2 separate regions of the Danio rerio genome follow, and region 1 is linked to region 2. The links are chromatin contacts, called in public Hi-C maps. All regions are on one chromosome and are shown on one strand. Each heading gives the region's core, a stretch centred on a gene start, on an enhancer-like site or on the middle of the called end of the contact. The rest is flanking DNA. Distances are from core to core; before and after follow the strand shown.

Region 1 (5,757 bases), core at 797-3,296, 38 kb before region 2:
GGTTTAACGTCTCATCCGAAAGACGGCGCTCACTGAGCAGTATAGCATCCCCGTCACTATACTGGGGCATTAGGACCCACACAGACCGCAGGTTGGGCGCCCCCTTCTGGCCTCACCAACACCACTTCCGGCAGCAACCTAGCTTTCCCATGTGGTCTCCCATCCAGGTACTGACCGGGCGCAGCCCTGCTAAGCTTCAGTGGGCGACCATGTGAGAGTTGCAGAGAGCTAGCTGCCGCCTAAAATATTTAATATATCATTAACTTCAAATTAAACGCAATAACAGTATATTCTGACATAAGATTTTAATAAGACTTCAACAAATGCCCATTTTGCCAGTAAATTAAAGTTATGCACCCTGTGCGGAACACTATTTTAGTCGTGTACAGCAGGGGTTCCCAAACTTTTCAGCCCGCGACCCCAAAAATAACAATGCCAGTGACTCGCGACCCCCAATATCCTCTGAGGTGGTTATAAATACAGAAACCTTGCATGCAATGACTCAGACACACCAATTAAATTTGTGTCAGTGCTTTAAATGTGCTAGAAAGTATAACCTGATGTTATAAAATCAAAATGCATCTAAAGCTATTGCTGCCTTTATTATAATGTAATTACCCCAGGGGTCACAATTCAATAGAACAAGTAACTATAAGCTACTATAGTAACTATATAGTATATAGTAACTATAAACGACTATTTTTATTTTCAGTATAGTTATGGATAAAATATGTTAATTCTTATGGTTTAATAAAAATAAATATTTTTGGAAATCACGAGGCGACCTCCCTTCATTGCCCTGCGACCCCTGGGGGGGTCCCGACCCCCACTTTGAAAACCACTGGTGTACAGATCATCGTTAATACCTATCATCTTCCGTACACATGCGAAGGTGGTACTTTTCCCATCTTTTCTCAAAAACTACTGGTCCAAAAGACATCAATCAAGATTTAGATTGTGCAATAGATATTCCCCCAGAGAATGAACACACAAGCATGCTTATCTGGCTTTCAATGACGGAGGAGTGCGCTGCATAGCGAAAAGTGTACGGAACATGGTTAGTCTATGTTACACGCAGGGATATTTTGAAAAATGTTGGAAATCTATCACCTACAACAGAAGGCAATGGTTACAGGTTTCCAACATTTTTCAAAATATATCAGTTATTGTGTTTAAAAGAAGAAACAAAATCATGAAAGTTTGGAACAACTTGAAGGAGATTAAAAATAACTTTACTCAGCTTCATTCAGCAAATGTAGTAGAGTAAAAAGTACATTATCTACTTTTGAAAAGTAGTGAAGGTTTACTAAAATGAATATACTCTTATGAAACACAGACACTACAAATACGCACACACGTACAGCAGTGATGTAAAAACAATTAGTGTCGACCACTGCTAACCTGTGGATCTGAACTCCGGCCACTGATTTCCTCTCTGTGGGGTTTTGATGATTCTTGAGGGATTCTGGTCCGGCGGCGTAAATGGTCCCACATGCAGTCCAGCAGAACAATCCCACTTTTGGGGTTTGGGATAAAAGACGAGTGGCTTTAACAAAAAACACTCTGCGGGATTGAGTTGGAATCGGTAACCTGCGCGCAAAGCACTTAAAGCTATGCAGCAGGTGCCTTGTGCAAAATACAGACATTTTAAATGAAGCCAAATGTAGACATTATATAATGAATTAACAGCGTTCAGTTCTGTTGCTTTCTTCTGTTAAGGTTTGAAATGATAAAGTATGGATTAATAAACACATTCACGTTTGCTAATATACAATTCTGCAGTGTTTATAGTCAGCATCGAGCATGCTCACAATCTTTAAATGACAATATGAGTCACAGAAATGTTCAGAACACGCAGGTCAACATGTACATATGCATCCATATTCTCATTATCTTGCGTTTTTTCGTCGACAGATGTCCGCGGCTGTGCTATTTAGTGTCATTTTCGCGTTGTTTCTCCACATTTAGGCTTGAATTCGGTTAACGTTAAATTCATTCAAACATTTGTTATGAATGTTACTGCTGCTCTCCGCCGGTTCGCCTGATAAATCGCTCCGTGTGATTGCTAACGTTAGTTCCGCATCTCGGTGGAAAGGGAAAAAGGGGGCAGTAACGTTAATCGATATTGATTTGTTGATTAAAAAACTAGTATTTATTTAGAACAAAGTTAGTTCAATAAAATAAACACACGAAATCATGAAATGTAAGGAATTATTGATTTGATTGAATCTGTATTTCGTTAAAATCTGTAGAAATAGGTTCTTCTTTTGGTGTTGTTGCATATTTTGTTTTGATATGACATTTACCTTTAGCATTATTATTAATATATGCAAATTATTAATGTTAAACACAATGGCTATATATTTTAATATTTTAGTGTTAAAATATATGATTTTATTACAGGTTGATGTCCTATAATTTGCTTTTAATAATGTTAACGAGAATTTCTAAACATTAGAATATTTATGTTAAAAGGGTTTGCTTTATTGCAGTTTTGGGGTTTGTTTAGACTTTTGATATTTACTTTTTTACATTTACTACTACCACTACTACTATTAATCAATATTATTAATCAATATAAATATAATATTGCAAAAAGTAAATTTTTTTTTTAAAGTTACATTAATAAAACCTTTATATATATATATTTTTTTTTTTGTTCAGGCAAAACGGTGGCGCAGTAGGTAGTACTGTCGCCTCACAGCAAGAAGGTCGCTGGTTTGAATCTCAGCTGGGTCAGTTGGCGTTTCTTTGTGGAGTTTGCATGTTCTCCCTGCGTTCGCGTGGGTTTCCTCCGGGTGCTCTGGTTTCCCCCACAGTCCAAAGACATGCGGTACAGGTGAATTGGGTAGGCTATTGTCCGTAGTGTATGAGTGTGAATGAGTGTTTGTGGATGTTTTCCAGAGATGGGTTGCAGCTGGAAGGGCATTGGCTGCATAAAAACACATGCTAGATAAGTTGGCAGTTCATTCCACTGTGGGGACCTCGGATTAATAAGGGAACTAAGCCAAAAATTAAATGAATGATTGAATGTTCTGTTCAAGTAATTATGTTCACTATATCACTATTACCACCCATTTTCATCGTTTCCCTTTGGCCAGTAGATGTCGCTAAAATGACTGTTTGCTGAGTCTATAAGTTATTATAAGTATATATTTGAGTTTACTTAGGGGGACTCTTTTACTTAATTTTCCTCACTTCGACATCAAAAATGCACATAATAGAGCAGGTATAAATGAAGATGACACCCACATAAAAATACTTCAGTAATTTATAGTAGTATTTTAGAAATTTGCCATAGTAAAGTGTATTATACTGTAGTAGGCTATTATATTATTTACAACTCTACACAGAGTTCTTAAACCTTAAATTCCAGCACTTTTCAAACACTTTTAAGGTGCATTTGTCGCCATTTTTAACATGGTACAGCATACATATATATATATATATATATATATATATATATATATATATATATATATATATATATATATATATCTGCTGTACTTTTTCACATCTAAATCCATTGTGCCATTTAAAAAACACAATATAACATTTCAGCTTACATTGTTGAATACTTTGGAGCATATATTTATTGGGATAGTTTACCTAAAAATGCAAAAAAAATAATAATAAACCAATCAATAAATAAAAAAGATCAGTTATTGGATGAGATATCTTTTAAAGTTTCTCTTACCTAAAGCTGATATCTCAAAAAAAAAAAAAAAAAAAATCTTACAGTCAGATTTGTTTTGTGTGTACCAAACTTTCATGAGCAGTCGTTCATTATATTTCATGTGCATTGCTGTTAAAAATTCATGTCACAAATTGAATCCTTATGAGTCTGAGAATATTCTTGCTGCAAATTAATGAACTGTTCCTATGTCAACTGTTTTGAAAATCAGTCACCAAATATGGAAACTATAGTTTGTAAGCTTTCATCAAGATTACTTTTATTATTATTACTTTTTATTTATTTACAGGCATTGCAGGCTTTGTTTACTGCAGCAAGTTGACACGTCAGCTGTTTTAAACTATTCCTGAGCGATGCGTTTGGCGATTTTAGGTGCAAATAAGCATTCTGTGTGAATGTCTCCTAAATCTGCACATCCCATGAACAAATTTCGAGCCCTGCTATTTCAAATTCAAGCAGGTTCAACCACTTTGTCCTAAATCTAAATCTATTTTTTTAACCTTGAAAACACTGTATTAAAAATCAAGCATTTTCCAGGATTTCCAGCACCCGAACGAACCCTGTCTACAGCATAACTGTAGCATTATTAACCATTGTGAAACGGCGAACTAATGTAGTATAATGTACTCTAGTTTCTACTACAGTAAACTGCGCTGTACTACAGTGTAATATAGTTGTAGAAAGCTACAGTTCACTGAAAAAAATATTCAAAGATGATTCCTTGGATTTACTAAATCTTTTTTACGTTAAGTGGCTGTAAACAATTTAATTGTGTTGAATTTAAACAAACAAATTAAGTTGAACATTACTGAATTTAATTTGTTTAAATTCAACACAAATAAATAGTTTGCAACAGTTCTGCATGCAACACTTTTTTTCAGTGTTGTTTGTTTATATTATATATTATATTTCTATAGTAATATGGATATGAATTTAGTCATTTCGGTGCCCTAAGCAATTCCAGACACAACAGTCCTAATATGCACCCTTTGTATTTTTACTTAGTTTTTTTGTATTATTCGTTTATTTCCTATATCAAGTCGATCTTTTTTTCATTATTATTTTTTTTTTGACTAAAATAATAAACTATTTCGTTATGAGGGACAAATTTGCACAAATGTAATAATTGCATCAAAATTTGAGGAAAAATCGAACGTTTTGTTAGACCTTAAATACATTATATATATGCAGGGTTCCACACAATTCATTCATGTTGTTCCAAAACAAATAAATTAAGTTAACATAACAAATTTAAGTGGATTGAACTTTCAATTAGGTATAAATGTGTAGTAAAAAAGCAGGGCGACACTGTGGCTCAGTGGTTAGCACTGTCGCCTCACAGCAAGGCGGTTGCTGGTTCGAGTCCCGGCTGGGTCAGTTGGCATTTCTGCGTGGAGTTTGCATGTTCTCCCCACCGGGTGCTTCGTTTTCTCCCACAGTCCAAACACATGCGCTATAGAGGAATTGAAGATACTAAATTAGCCATAGTGTATGAGTGTGTATGGGTGTTTCCCAGTACTGGGTTGCAGCTGGAAGGGCATTCGCTGTGTAAAACATTTGCTGGAATAGTTGGCGGTTCATTCCACTGTGGCAACCTCTGACGAATAAAGGGTCTAAGCTGAAGGAAAATGAATGAAGGACATCAACATACTGAAATAAAAGTCTCCTCGGCTTCATGCAGACTTTAAGATCCGTCTGTCATCACTTTTTGTTAACAATGCCTTGAGTTTAAATGACTTCCACAAACTCGCTTTACTTGAGGGTTTTTCGGTGAATCCAGCTTTGCAGGCCGAGTTAATCTCGCACAAAAGCTTCACAACAGCAACAAAAGACACTGATTAGATGAAGTCTGCAGACTCTCTCCAGTGTAACTCGATCTGTTGAAGTGAAGCCAGGACTGTCCTCTTCTTCTTCCAGAGACTCTGGTGTTGAAACGGGCCCCTGCCTCCAGGATCCACCGCCGGCTGAAAAACACAGAGCTCCAGGGGGTAAAACCGAAGCTCTATTGTAATTGTGTGACTCAGAGATGTCTCAGTGCATGCCGATGTCAAGCAGAAGCATGT
Region 2 (5,941 bases), core at 889-3,388:
CATGTCATAAAGCGTGAATCATCTCAGACTGCTTTCTTGAACATGACAATGAGTTCACTGTACTCAAATGGCCTCCACAGTCACCAGAACTCAATCCAATAGAGCATCATTTTGGCATGATGGATGTGCAGCCGACAAATCTGCAGCAACTGTGTGATGCTATCATGTCAATATGGAGCAAAATCTCTGAGGAATATTTCCAGTAACTTGTTGAATCTACGCCATAAATGAATAAGGGAGTTCTGAAGACAAAAGGGAGTCCAACCCGGTACTAGTAAGGGGTACCTAATAAAGTGGCCGGTGAACGTAGATATCCTTTATACAAACATACTGACACTGACTTTAAGACTAACATGTTAATACTAACTTTGATTGATTTCACAGGGACTCTAAAGTGTTCCTAGATTTTCCAGCAAGTAAACATAGGAAAACTTGCAAGAATTTAATTGCACACTATAACATCTCCTCACATTGTGAGACATTACCGAGATCCCTTTTAAAACCCCAAAGGAGACCCATGTGAGATTACAGGGGTCTTGTTCTCCATGATTCCACTTCCTGTTATCTCCTTCCTGTGTGACTAACAGTCCACGATGTCGGCCCCTCAGCTAATGCTTGCATAAACAAGTAAATAACAGTTTGCCGTGCCGGTTTTCTCCCTCGAGGTCTCCGGGGCATGAAGTGTCGCGCGGCTGGTCATGTGGTTCCGTCTTTAAACCATAATTACATCTTCCATTGGGTTCACTGTGTTTATCTGACCCCAGCAAATGTAAACAGGCTTCATCGTCCTCTGTGTGTAGCGTATCATTAACAATAAGTTAGCGGAGCATTATTGTCTCCTTTTTTTTACAATCCAGACACGGCAACAAACAGGGAACATAATAAAAAAAGTATTAAACATGTGATGTGTTTTCCTGGAAATAATAATTCTAATGGAGCTGTTGACATGGAATTGAAGCAGATTTTTGGTAAAAACCCAAACAACACAAACATTTTTTAATGCTGCAGCTTAAAGACGCCTCTCATATGGAGATTGAAGTCACATGCATTGCTCAGGTAGGAGTTTCTCACAGTGTCAAAATCTTGATGCTTCTGTGGGTCTCGTCTATCAGATTTGAGCTTTGATTTGTATTCTCTATTGGATTCGGTTCAGGTGATTGGCTGGGCCATTCCACAGCTTGATTTTCTTCCTCTGAAAGCCTTTGAGAGTCTCCTCGGCTGTGTTTTGATCATTATCTTGCTGAAATGGTTCCATCTTCATCCTCATGCTAATGTAGATGTTGGACTGAAGCAGCTGATGTCCATTTACACTGAGGAAGGGCAGAGGGTTGCTAAAGAACTACTGAAGCTGCGCCCCAAATCGCATACTTATGCACTATTCTACGCCATTTTGTAGTATAAATAGTGTAATTAGTGTGTTCACACTGAAAACTCTAAAAATAATGAGTGCACTTTAATTACCTGGATCATGCACTCATTCAGCCGCTAAAATGAAGTGTGTAATGATGGACACTTCATGCACTCAACGACCGCAGGTTTGCTTACGTATCGGAAGAGGCGGAGCTATCGGACGCACATGTTGGATAACTTTATTTATTTTGGATGGTGAAAGCAAAATTCTCCTACGAGAGTGATTATAGCGCCTCCCGATGGTGAATGCGGCAATATTCACGGCAGGTATTATTTGATAATTCGGTCGTTTATTTCACTGATTTGGCGACCGTCAAACGTCATCAGGGAAACAGTTTGAAAATCCGCTTAGTAATAAAACATAAGTGTTCCATTTGGGACGACACTACATACATATGCTATCCTGTTGAGTGTGTAAGTGCATAAGTACATAGTGCATAGTGTGCCATTAAAGACGCAGCTTGAGAGATTTCAGCTGCTGTCTGGCCTTTCCCTGCTTCTCTACACCTCCCTTTCCTCATGTGTTCAATACTTTTTCCTTGAATCGTTTCCTTTTATTACACAAACCTTCATTTGTAAACTGTTTTCTTTGCATATGTGGATTTATTTGGTTGCTATCAACATCTGGTGAGAATTTCAAGTCAACAGCGCCTTTAGAAATATGTTTTTCAATGCACAACAGTTCACAGAAGACATATGTGCAAGGTACTGATAGGGGCGCAGGAACACATGAATAGTGTGCCGTATCCTCTCTACTTCCTGTCTCATTCTTGTTGCCGACTCAGAATTGTTCCTGTCTAAAGCTTGTCCTCTCTCACAAGAGGATAACAAGGGCATAGCTGTAAATTTGACATGTCATGCACAAAAAGACACACAATTTTGTGAACATACACTGTAAAAAATGCTGGGTTCCACACTATTCCTGGTCACACTTTATTTTGTTAAATGTAAGTTACACTGCATCTACATGCCCTCTAATTCTCATTAGATTATAAGTAGACTGTTGGGGCTGGGGTTAGTGTAAGTTGAAATGTACTTGCAAAGTTTATTATAGTCAGTTAAATGTCTGTTTAGCAGCAGTATCAGCTGATATTAAGCAGACAGTCTACTAATACTCAAATGGACCATCAAAATAAAGTGCTACTTATATTACTTCATGTTGACCTTAAGTTAACTTTATCCTTTTTACAAATTTAAGAGGATTCAACATAACACAATTAAGTTTTCCCCAGAAAGAAACTTTTGAATTGTTTATTGTGTCGTTTTAACTCATTTTATTTATTTATTTATTTATTTAACTCATTTTAAATAAACAGCTTAAACAAGCTGCAAAAGTTTTTTTTTTTTAAGGGGATGTCAGTCCCTCCAGGATTTTACAGAGAGAAATGACTTTTGATTTGTTTGATTGATTGATTGATTGATTTATTATTACTTAATTATTTTTTTTACTTTATTTTGTTTTTCATTGTTTATTGTTAAACCTGCTCTGTGTGCATAGTCTTTATTAGAAAATTAATAGTAATTCAAATAAGACTTTTGATTTGTTTTGGGGGGTTTGTTTGTTTTTTTAATAGCATTTTTTGTCAAATTTTTTTTTTTTATTACAACATGCACTGTGTGCTTTGTCTTTGTTGAAAAGCAATTAATTTAAAAATAACAATAAAAAATACTTTTGCTTTATTTGTTTTTTAGCATTTTTTGTTTTTTATTTTTGTTTTTTATTAATTATTTCGTTATTTTTTACTTTATTTAGTTTTTTCATGTTTACTGTTTACTGTCATGTTTGTGTGCTTTGTCTTTGTTGGAAAAAAAATAATTAAAATTAAAAAAAATATTTGTTTTTTTTGTTTTGTTTGTTTTTTATAGCATTTTTATTTTTTATTACTTATTTATTTTTTACTTTATTTTGTTTTTTATTGTTTATTGTTAAACCTGCTCTTTGTGCTTTGTCTTTGTTGAAAAGCAATTTATAAAAAAATAATAGTAATTAAAATAAAAGATTTTTTATTTGTTTTGGGGTTTTTTGTTTGTTTTCATAGTATATATATATATATATATATATATATATATATATATATATATATATATATATATATATATATATATATATATATATATATATATATATATATATACAGTTGAAGTCAGAATTATTAGCCCCCTGTATTATTAGCGCCCCTGTTTATTTTTTTTCCCCAATTTCTGTTTAATGGAGGGAAGATTGTTTCAGCACTTTTCTAAGCATAATAGTTTTAAAAACTTATTTCTAATAACAGATTTATTTTGTCTTTGTCATGATGATAGTAAATAATATTTTACTTGAAATTTTTCAAGACACTTCTATACAGCTTAAAGTGATATTTAAAGGCTTAACTAGGGTAATAAGGTGCACTAGGCAGGTTAGGGTAATTAGTCAAATTATTGTATGATGATGGTTTGTTCTGTAGACAATCCAAAAAAGAATTAGCTTAAAGGGGCTAATAATTTTGTCCCAAAAATGTTTTTAAAAAAATTAATAACTACTTTTATTCTAGCCGAAATAAAACAAATAAGACTTTCTCCAGAAGAAAAAATATTATCAGACATACTGTAAAAATGTCATTGCTCTGTTAAACATAATTTGGGAAATATTTAAAAAAGAAAATAAAAATCAAAAGGGGGCTAATAATTCTGACTTCAACTGTATATATATATATATATATATAAATATATATATATATAAATATATATATATATATATATATTTTTTCAATTTCTTTATTTAGTTTTTTCATGCGTATCGTTAAACATGCACTGTATGCTTTGTCTTTGTTAAAAAGCAATTAATTAAAAACATAATAATTAAAATAAATAAAAAAGACTTCAGATTTGTTGAAATGATGTTTGAAAGTGATTGTGTTGCGAGTTTTGCGCCATTTCTTGTTTTGTTTTTGTGTGAAAATACACACATTTTACTCATCTAAGTTTAGTATTTTTTAACCTGGAGAACTATCGTCCTCTGTAATTTATATAAAGGAAACACTGAGAGAAACAAGAGATTATCCTGAAGCCTGTTGTTTCCTGTTTAATAATTAAATAGAAAAATTAAATAAATACATAAATAAAATAAATACTGATAAGTCGTCTGGGTTTTTTGATGGCTGTTTGAGCACACTGATGTAAATGATCTAGAACATGCGCGCTTATGTGTGTGTGTGTCAGAGAACATATGTGTATGTCAGAGATGAATATATATATATAGGGAATTATTGTGAAATCCTGGATGGTCTGACTTGTGTATGTGATCCAAGGGGTACTGCAAAAAAAGTATTCAAAGAAAAAAACAAGAATTATAAAAGCCAGGTCAACATAAATAGTGCAACTTGACCTAGTTTAATCGGTAACGCTTTAATTATTAAACATGTTAGTTTGAGCTAAATTTAACCAACATGAACTCATGACCTAAGACCTATATATATGACCGATATAAGACCTATTCATGACCTATCTTGGTATCATGACTTTACTTGAAGGGGCACATTATCATTATTAAAATTATAAAACCTGTAACCATTGACTTTCATAGTATTTGTATTTTTTTTCTACAATGGAAGGCAATGGTTACAGGTTTTCAGCTTTCTTGAAAACATCTTTTGTGTTCCACAGAATAAAACAAATAGAGTAAATAGTGAGTAGATTTTCATTTTTGGGTGAACTGCCCCTTTAATTAGCAAGTATCTGAGTTATTTGGCAGAGCGGTTGAGTGTGTTCCTGTTTGTGTCAGCGGAATCCTCACGCTGTTTGTAGATTGAGAGTAAATGTGATTGCGTTTGGCTTCAGACTCACGGTATTGCCTCTCTCCGTGGAAATCACACATTTATCTCTGTGTTTTGGAGACGTGCAGAGAGCATGATGTCATCAGCTCAAGGGCCCTCAGGTTTTATGAGAAGCAGCTGTGAGGAGGAGGAGAAACACTGAGTTAAAGGGACAGTTCACTCAAAAATGACAATTCGGTCATCACTTACTCATCCTTTACTCATTTCAAACCTCTATGAGTTTTTTTTTTACTTCTGTTGAACACAAGAGACGACATTTTAAAGAATGTTGAAAACTGGTAACCATTGACTTCCATAGAATGTTTTTCCTACTGTGGAAGTCAATGGTTACTGGTTTTCCCACAGACATCAAAATATCTTCTCTACTAAGCCTTTACTCGTTTCAAACCTTTATGAGTTTTTTTCTACTGTAAATCACTAAAGAAGATATGTTGAAGAACGTTGAAAACCGGTAATCATTTACTTCCATGGAATTATTTTTTTCCTACTGTGGAAGTGAATGGTTACTGGTTTCCAACATTTTTAAAAATATCCTTTCTACTCATTTCAAACCTTTAGTCTTTTTTTATTTTATTTTTTTTTACTTCTGTTGAACACAAGAGAAGATATTTTGAAGAATGTTGAAAACCGGTATTCCTTTTTTTCCATTGAATTAGTTTTTCCAACTGTGGAAGTCAATGGTTATTAGTTTCCAACATTTTTCAAAATATCTTATC

What was found. A called contact is a pair of places that touch in the nucleus more often than the background predicts.
Region 1: a Hi-C map of embryo shows a contact between it and region 2, with 8 times the contacts expected there. The contact joins the promoter of adck2 here to the enhancer-like site in region 2. A contact is called at or near these places in 2 of 18 Hi-C or Micro-C datasets (caudal fin and embryo).

What each region holds. Positions count from the first base shown.
Region 1 is chr25:3,204,697-3,210,453 of GRCz12tu, reverse strand. adck2 (aarF domain containing kinase 2) reads right to left here and starts at 2,046. Exons shown (of 10, transcript XR_012400086.1): 1 at 1,402-2,046. It overlaps LOC137489311 (a long non-coding RNA gene), which reads right to left. Exons shown (of 6, transcript XR_012400153.1): 6 at 4,707-5,658.
Region 2 is chr25:3,167,043-3,172,983 of GRCz12tu, reverse strand. The region is part of intron 1 of si:dkey-82f1.1; the gene reads left to right. LOC137489311 (a long non-coding RNA gene) reads right to left here. Exons shown (of 6, transcript XR_012400153.1): 3 at 5,236-5,342. Among named protein-coding and RNA genes, the nearest start is that of si:dkey-82f1.1, 32 kb to the left of the region's middle. Within about 2 kb of position 2,138, at least 4 of the 62 cell types and tissues checked have an H3K27ac peak or open chromatin away from gene starts, as enhancers often do.